Regions from separate parts of the Sus scrofa genome. Here regions 2 and 3 are each linked to region 1. A link is a contact called in public Hi-C and HiChIP or PLAC-seq data. All regions are on one chromosome and are shown on one strand. Each heading gives the region's core, a stretch centred on a gene start, on an enhancer-like site or on the middle of the called end of the contact. The rest is flanking DNA. Distances are from core to core; before and after follow the strand shown. Region 1 has its middle 54 kb from the start of EPCAM. Region 2 holds the start of PIGF (phosphatidylinositol-glycan biosynthesis class F protein). Region 3 has its middle 25 kb from the start of PIGF.

What was found. Hi-C and Micro-C count contacts between places; a contact is called where the count stands out from the background. HiChIP or PLAC-seq counts read pairs in DNA pulled down with a chosen protein or histone mark.
Region 2: an H3K27ac HiChIP or PLAC-seq map of skeletal muscle shows a contact between it and region 1, with 6 times the contacts expected there. The contact joins the promoter of PIGF here to the enhancer-like site in region 1. A contact is called at or near these places in 13 of 47 Hi-C or Micro-C datasets (adipose tissue, embryonic fibroblasts, fetal heart ventricle and 7 more) and 2 of 2 datasets of contacts at active chromatin or transcription factors (alveolar macrophages and skeletal muscle).
Region 3: a contact with region 1 is called in a Hi-C map of omental adipose tissue, with 1.9 times the contacts expected there. The contact joins two enhancer-like sites. A contact is called at or near these places in 16 of 47 Hi-C or Micro-C datasets (adipose tissue, alveolar macrophages, embryonic fibroblasts and 10 more) and 2 of 2 datasets of contacts at active chromatin or transcription factors (alveolar macrophages and skeletal muscle).

Annotation. Positions count from the first base shown.
Region 1 is chr3:93,237,356-93,240,090 of Sscrofa11.1, forward strand. No RefSeq gene overlaps it. Among named protein-coding and RNA genes, the nearest start is that of EPCAM, 54 kb to the left of the region's middle. Within about 2 kb of position 1,361, at least 49 of the 83 cell types and tissues checked have an H3K27ac peak or open chromatin away from gene starts, as enhancers often do. A contact at or near this core is called in adipose tissue, alveolar macrophages, liver and 4 more, where this site is marked.
Region 2 is chr3:93,924,547-93,927,281 of Sscrofa11.1, forward strand. It overlaps PIGF (phosphatidylinositol-glycan biosynthesis class F protein), which reads left to right and starts at 1,340. Exons shown (of 6, transcript XM_003125167.6): 1 at 1,340-1,568. CRIPT (cysteine-rich PDZ-binding protein) reads right to left here and starts at 1,370. Exons shown (of 6, transcript XR_002342732.1): 1 at 1,221-1,370. It also overlaps a transcript of SOCS5 not described here.
Region 3 is chr3:93,899,668-93,902,402 of Sscrofa11.1, forward strand. It overlaps a transcript of SOCS5 not described here and the pseudogene LOC110260020. Among named protein-coding and RNA genes, the nearest start is that of PIGF, 25 kb to the right of the region's middle. Within about 2 kb of position 1,369, at least 3 of the 83 cell types and tissues checked have an H3K27ac peak or open chromatin away from gene starts, as enhancers often do. A contact at or near this core is called in liver and omental adipose tissue, where this site is marked.

The DNA of each region.
Region 1 (2,735 bases), core at 111-2,610:
AGCTTTCTCCTTTAACGAAAAAATTTAAAACCCTCCACACCTTAGCTCTCCTATTATGGCAGTGACAGGAGAAAGGGGTTAAGAAGGAGAAAGAAAATGGCTAAAAGAGAGATCCACCTCCTCTCAATTAGAATTCGTCCTTACAAGTGATGGATTTCACATGGGCTGTCTAGAGTTTCAACCTCCTCCATAGGCCATAAATAATTATGCATTGGAAGGGACCCCAGGACAGAATTCCATTGATCATTCTCTGGCACAGCCTAATGGTCTTCATGAGAATGGCCCGTGTGGAAAGAACTGTGTTTCCTGTGACAAGTTGTGGTCTTTGTGGCCCCGCCTGGCAAAGGGTCATAATCAAGTTGCAAGCTCCTGGCAGGTGGGGGATGCCCTTCCCGAGGCCCCCTTGCAGCTGTGGCATCTGCAGCTCACGGGCCTGCTGGTCTAACCAGGAGCAGTTTCCGGGTTTGTGTGTCTGCGTCATGTGCACCCTGCCACACTCGTGGGAAGCCAGACCCCACCCTGCTCCCCACTTGCGAGGCTGTGTGATCACATTTGTGGCAGCGCTGGCCTCTTGAAGAAGTTTCTCTTCCCAAGCTGTGTGGGTCTGCGAGGAGACACACAATTGCCTTTGTCATTTGTCCTTCCTGAGTGGGGACAAAAGCCCTTTCAGCTGCTGTGGAATGTACAAAAAGTTCTGTACTGAAGGGCTGTTGGGCCTGGCCTGGAATCCGGCAGACGGGGCTCAGACTAGGAAGCCTCTGCTTCCACCAGAAACTCCTGGGCCCGGCCCAGCCTCTGGGGCAGCCTGCTGTGTACCCGTGTGGAAGGGAGGCCCCAGAGATGCCCCCCCCCACCTGCACAGCACAGCGTGGATCCAAGTAACCTGTGACCTGCAACAACACACCCTAAGCATGGCTGAGCCGAGGTGCTGCGGGCCTGTCGAGCCAGGCTGGGCGTCAGGCATGGAGCTTTGCTGCCTCCCTCAACCCTCCCAACTCCTGAGGCTGCAATGGTGTTACCCCTGCTTTGCAGCTGGGGTGACTGGTCTTCAGAATGGGCCCCGGGGAATGCCTGCTGTGGCACAACTGGGTGGGCGGCGTCTTGGATTCGATTTCTGGCCCCAGCACAGTGTGTCAAGGATGCTGTGGCTTAGGTCTTGACTGAGGCGCAGTCTAATCCCTGGTCCAGGAGCTCCATATGCTGTGGGGCGGCCAAAAATGAAGGGGGTTAAAAAAAAGAGGGGGTGGCGGGGAGCCTGGGAGAGGACAGTGCTGAGACAGAAGAGCCAGGGCGCGAGGGGGAAGGAAGGAACTCTCACAGCTTGTGGGGAGGGCCCCAGGGCCTCAACACGGGGTGTGGACACTTTTATCTCCGGTTTAAACCAAGCAAAATAAAAATACAACCTACCCTTTGGGGGATGGGGGAAAGAACCTGCCACCACAAAACCTAAGAGTGGCACAAGTGGCCTTTTCTCATTGCTATTTACATCCCTGGGTGTTTCCACCATTGCAGAACCAGAGACTTAACACAAAGAAACCTGCTGCCAAAATACTGTGCAGTTTCCCAGGTTGCTATTGTCTGCTTTTTCTAACCAGGATCGGGCAGCTCCTAGGGTGCAGGAAGCCAACCATGGCTGAACTTTGCTCTAGTTTCAAAATGTAAATGAGCAAGTAGCAGGAGGAAGTGCCCAGAAACAGATCTGAGCTGTCAACCCCAGGGGAGCCCCAAGCGGCTACTCCCAGGGAGGGAGGAGGGAGGCCCCGGGGGAGGGCGACCCTGAAGGCTGGGAAACAGGTTTGCATGTTCGAAAGCAAATTGCCCAGGTCTCTGGGGCGGATTGCACAATCTTGCAATCTTCCAAGCAAGAGAGGAAGAAAGGAGAGCCGGGGTGTGGGGATCAGGCCAGTTTTTATACGCGATCTTGTCTAAACAAGACTCTTATCGAAGAGTAATCCTAAACGCTGGCCTTTCTTAATACCTCAGCTCCCTGGGGAATGGGTATGTGACTTTTGAGTTCCAGGAGGGGGATTAAATTGCCTCTTGGAGATGAGAGCCCCACATGAGCAGATAAGGTTGATAGAAATGGCGGGGTAGGGGGGATTCTCTTGTGTCCCATGGGGATGGTCTTCCAGATCCATTATCTTCCGCTGCACAAGGGGTGCTGGAGACAGAAGAAAGCTGATGTCTACTTACAGAGCAGCCTTTGGGGGGCGCAGCCCTGGGCTGCAGGTGCTGAGGAGGGGGTGGGAGACGGAGGAAGGGGCCTCGCTGGCTCTGCAAGGATCAGCTGAACAGGTGCAGGGCCTTAAGTTTTACTTCTATTTATTTATTTATTTTATCTTTTGTCTTTTTAGGGCCACACCCGCAGCATATGGAGGTTCCCAGTCTAGGGGTTGAATGGGAGCTGTAGCCACCAGCCTACACATGCCACAGCCACAGCAATGTGGGATCCGAGTGGCATCTGCGACCTACACCACAGTCCACATCAATGCTGGATCTTTAACCCATTGATGGAGGCCAAGGATCAAACCTGCATCCTCAAGGATACTAGTCAGATTGGTTTCTGCTGAGCCATGATGGGAACTCCTAATTTTTATTTTTTTATTTTTTATTTTTACTTTTGTCTTTTTAGGGCTGTACCTGTGGCATATGAAAGATCCCATGCTAGGGGCCAAATAGGAGCTGCAGCTGCCACCTAAGCCACAGCCATAGCAACTCCAGATCCAAGTTGCATC
Region 2 (2,735 bases), core at 90-2,589, 690 kb after region 1:
GAGAAAGGAGGATGAAGGTAAACTGGATAAAGGACACATCCTGATAAAAGGCGTGGAGAACTCGAGGTACATGCAGTCAGGCAAAATAGTTTGGCTTGGCTGAACTGTAAAGATGGTAAGGGTTAGTGAAAATAAAGTTAAAAAGGTAAGATGTGGCCTCATTGTAGAGGGTCATCCTGAATGCCAGTCTCCAGATACAGAAATCCCAAATTATTCTCTGCACCTTGAGAATGTATTAAAGTAACTGTCATGGTCATTCTTTCACCTAATCTGAAAACTGTGATTCAAATTCTGTGTTCAAAGCTATAAGGCTTTATATACTGTGGGGGGGGGGTAAACGAAATGGATCAAGTTAATTAGATGATAATCAAACTGACGATAATCAAATTAAGAGGACATGTTTAGACTCAGGAAAACGGGAATAAGACTGCTCTTTTTAAATACACAACCAGTTTGTGGGAGCAAAAATATCAAATCTCAGAGGGTGGTATTAGAATTACTGGACGGCAACTAGAAGAAGGAAAGACCTTTCTAAAAGCCAGTAAAATCAACACGGACTGCTTCCAAGGTGGTGAGATTCTCCTACACACCGGCCACCATTCCTCAATACTCTGGGTATTCGTTCAAGGACCATTTAAGCACTCACAGCATGTGGAAGTTCCTGGGCCAGGTATGGAACCCTGCGCCAAAAGTTAGATTTAAATTTCAAATAAACAATGAATACTTTTTCAGTAGACAATGTCCTAAAAGTAAGTGCCTTGCTTTACAGCAGTAAGGAGCAGCAAACAGAGCCAAATCTCAAATATTGCATAGGACGCACACTAAAAATTATTCTTGGTTTACCTGAAATTCAAATTTAACTGGGCGTCCAGTACTTTTATTTGCTAAACCTAGCAACTCCAGTTGCTGTGGAAGCGACTTTTAAGATCCATTTCAACCTGAAGCTCTGAAATGAGGGAGCCAGTCAAGAAGCTCAGGGGTTGAACGAAAACAATGGAAACAGACAAGGAGGTGCAAAACAGACAAGGAGACCACCCTGAATGCAACAAACGGAGGACTATACGGTCGATGGAGAGGCAGGAATGGTCAAAGGGCAGGACAGAACAGAGGCTAGAATCAGAGACTTGTGGCCAAAGTAAAAACAAAGGAATAAAGTCCCGGGGAACTCCAGTTAGGTTGTCCCAGCCTTCTTCTCCCGCAGAAGAGTTTCCTTAACTCACATTTTTCGCACACCATCCTTTCGCGACGATTCCCTCAGTCGCAGTAGGATCGGGAGCTGGAAACCATCAACACCACAGCTGAGAAAACACTCCCCTTCCGGGTTATGAAAGTCCACTTCCGGATCCTCCGCCCCGCCTATTCTACACCTGGAAAGCCGCGGGAGGAATAAAGGAGAGCGGGAAGGCGGGGCTTCCTTCTTGGCCCACCTCTCCACTTCTGCGATTGGTTGTGAGGCCTTCGGTCTCCGCCCTGCTGGCCTGCGCCTGCGCGAGACTCAGGGCGGCGAGTTGCACCTGATGGTGGGAGGTAGTAGCCCTCCCGTTCTCTTCCGCGAGCGGGAGAGTTAGGTAAGCCCAGCCGGACGCTCCCGGCGCACGAGCCTCCAGCGGCTGCAAGCCACCCCCGCCAATTGCCCAACTGATCGGAAATCTCTGCTACCAATAGGCCCTTGCCCGCGGGCCCCTCGAGCGCCGCCCTTCCGGCGTGACCCAGGGGCTGCCCCGATGAACTGGCTCTTTTTCAGTTCCGACTTTCTGTGTTTGTCCCGCCGTTTCTCTTGGTCTTTACGCCTGTGCTCTTTGATTATGCTTCTCAGCTTGTCCCTTTCTGCCCACAGTCGGCTGGGGCTTGGGCAGAGTCCGCAGCGACCCAGTTTGGGATGGGGCTGGAGATTACGGTCCCACGATTCCCGCGAAGGCGCCTCCAGGAGCCTTTCAGAATGGCCCTCTCTTCCGCTGCAAGGCTTGAGGATCTGGGCCAGGTCAGACCACGGGCACCTGGGCAATAGCTGCCCCAGGGGGCACCTGGCGGAAGTCCTCCTGAGCTCTCCAAGGCCTAATATAAGGCTGGTTTCTCAGGAAGGGCAACTCTGCACCTACTCTTCGTTCATTCACTCATTCACGCAGCATTAAGTTTGTGTATTGCTCACTGTCTTATGTACAAATCTGCTCCTGTCAATTGGGATTTTGAGGGTGGCCCAGAAGAAGATAGGACCGGTGAGAAAGATTTCCTTTCTCCTTTCTTGCCATTCATACCTCCTAGTATATATCTATATCATCAAAAAGGTTAGCTAGGGTTTGAAATGGCTTTAGCACTTGGGACCTTGGTAGCTTGCAATGTTTACTAATCTCTGCTAGTCTTTTTCCTTATCAGTAATGTATTTTCTTTTGAAAAATATAGTGTGAATAAATGAGAGTGTTAGGATAAGGCCTGGATTTGCCCTTTTACCCTTTTATATATACGCACACGTACACATATATGTGTGTGTATATATATGGGGTTTTATTCTGGACTAGTCACCACAGTGTGACACGTGGACTCCTTACTTAACATTAGTCAATACTACATATAAGCTCTCTGTTAGATAATTTGTAAATACATGCATACATAAAATAGATATATAGAGATGGGAGAGAGAGAAAGTAAAATTTTTTTTCCCTTTTCATGAAGCTCTTCTTTTCATTGGAATCTAGCGTCTGACATTGCCATTTTGGTATTTTGGGGCGCTGAGATCC
Region 3 (2,735 bases), core at 119-2,618, 660 kb after region 1:
CCCTATGTATAAACCTGGGATGAGAACCAGATAATTGCTAAGGTCCCTTCTTGGTTTAGCATTATAAGATCCTAGTTAACTAGGATTTAGTTAGATGGTAGTTTTTCATTAAACCCAGATTAGATACTTCCAAATAGAAATGGCCTACATGGTCCTTACAGATGTAAAAGTTGAGAAGGTGGCTACCATAGCAACTCACCTTCATGGAGTCATTTGTAAATTCGACTCTGTGAAGTGACAGTATTATGTACTGGCACCTGCACAACTCCCTAATGTTTCCTTTGCTTGCATTCTTGCCCCAGGCAACAGTGCCAAGAGTTGTCCTTATCTGGAGAAGCAATCAGAGTTCTCAAGCTGCCTTTCGGTCTGCTAGAACAGAAGGTGCTGACAGGGGTGGGAGTGAAGGCAGCCTTCCTTTCAGTTTACTAATTCTGTAGCCGCCCTTCACAAACTCCAGCAAATATTTTGTGATGTTGCAAGGTGTTACGAGAAGTGAAAAGCAAGCTGTGATTCAGCTGGTTACGAAGACTTTGCAAACAAAAAAAGAGTGATCTGTTTTGCAACAAACTATTATTTCTGCCAGAGTCCACAGACTGGAACACTAAAAGAGGTATTTCTGTAAGACATCACCATCAGACATCCTGGATTTTCCAAATAAGACCGATTTCAAATTAGTTGGCCCAGCAGGTCTCAACTTGTGGACCTCAGACCCCTTGGAGCAGTGGAGTTACCTCACGGGATCTGCAAAACCACCTGCATGTTCTGTCTGTAGACTGAATGAAAAATGTGCACGTCCATATGGCTCACTTCCCAAATATGCATAACTTCTTCTTTGTCTTTTTAGGGCTGCACCTGTGGCATATGGAGGTTCCCAGGCTAAGGGTTGAATCGGAGCTACAGCTGCCGGCCTAAACCACGGCCACAGCAACACAGGATCCAAGCCATGTCTGCGACCTACACCACAGCTCATGGCAATGCCAGATCCTTAATCCACTGAGCGAAGCCAGGGATCAAACCTGAGTCCTCATGGATACTAGTCGGGTTCATTACCGCTGTGCCACCACGGGAACTCCTACACTGGTATTTATTGAGACTATTAGTATTCTGCCACATATACAAATTAATCCAGATTTCATGGGTCTGGGGGTGGTAAGAGAGGAAACCAGGCCTCAAATGAAATCAGATACTGAGCAAAAAGTGAACTTTTATAGATTAAATTGGACCCTAGAAGTGGTACAGTTTCTCTACAAGCTCTCCGTGTTTTCTGCGATGTTTGCATTCAGAGCTAAATGACTTAGACACAATGCTGAACCATCAGGATCTTTTCTAGGGATGGGGTGAAGGATGAAAGCTCCCTCCATGGTAGATGGAGTCTCTTCAGCCAGTTAGACAGGGTGTTGGGAGAGGAAGGGTGGGGATGGAAGAAAGAGGAGGCTGCTGCGCACTGCCTGGGTACCACCTAGGGGCTCCCCTCACAGGCTGTCTGGAACTTCCCAGCCCTCGAGGGCTGTTGGAAAGACAACTGCCTCTAACTCTGGTGTTCTTGCCCTAGGCAGATCTTAATTTCATCCATGTGTTCATTCATTCACATCCACTGAATTCCTAGGTTAGGCTATGTGCTAGGAAAAAAGCAACCCTATTTTGGTCTTGGTGAATTATCTAAGAGTCCTGTGGAATAGAAAAGACATGGTCATTGGGTTTCAAAATCTTATAATTTGGTTGGGGAGGGGGTGGAACCCACGCCAACACAGGAGAAGGAGCAATGCCAGTGTTATGATGGGAAAGACGCAGGTAGCAGTGAAATACGGAGGCACATCACTTAGCCAAGGCTTGAGATGTCAGAGAATGCTTCCTGGGTAGAAGAAGGAACATTTGGAACTTGAGAAAAGGAGCACTGGGGATCTGGGGGTTAGGCAAATTCTGACAAGCCAAGCCACAGGCTGTGGGAGAAGACTCAGGGGCAGCTGATCTGGCTCTGAAACAGCCCAAATTTCCAGTAGCCATATAGTTCAAATTTTTTCCCATTCAAAAGAGCTAATGGCTGCAAGCCTAACGCAAGTATGTTTCATTGCTCTTTTTCTCTACCTGTGCTGAATTAAGAGCCTACGGGAGGAACAGGTGCGGGTGAGGGGTGGGGTGGGGTGGAACAGGTCCTTCGCAACACAACAGTCACAAACTCTCTTCCCCTAGTCTCTTGGAGGGAAAATGGCAGTTGACTTTAAAGATCCTATATTTCAGGCGAAGAAGAATTTGTTGGCAAAACCATGCAGGAGACACCAGAGTGCTATATTAGAGCTTTTGTAAGTAAGGTATTTTTATCATTAACTCTTGGCCAAAGCTCATTTGTTCCAAATGGGCTGCCTTAACTGAGTATGCTCACCTGAGTATGCAGTGAGCACCTGGAAAATACAGGTTTGTTGCAAATGATCCACAGAGAAACCAAATTAATATTTATTTTCATAAAAGGATAGCGTGAGGAGGTAGGAGGATCTTTGGCCCACTAAATCATGAAACAGGATTATGTTTCTCCAGCTGTGCAAAAATTAATATCCTGTTTGGGGAACCACAACCACAGCACCTAAAGGCCAACTTCATGTCGTGAAAACGAATCAAAGGACTGCATTTGGCAAGAGGTCTCAATATTCCAGATCACACAGGAAATAATTACATACTATTATTCTTCAGTGAATGTAGCAAGAAAAGAAAATCCTAGGGTAAATAATCACAATAGACTA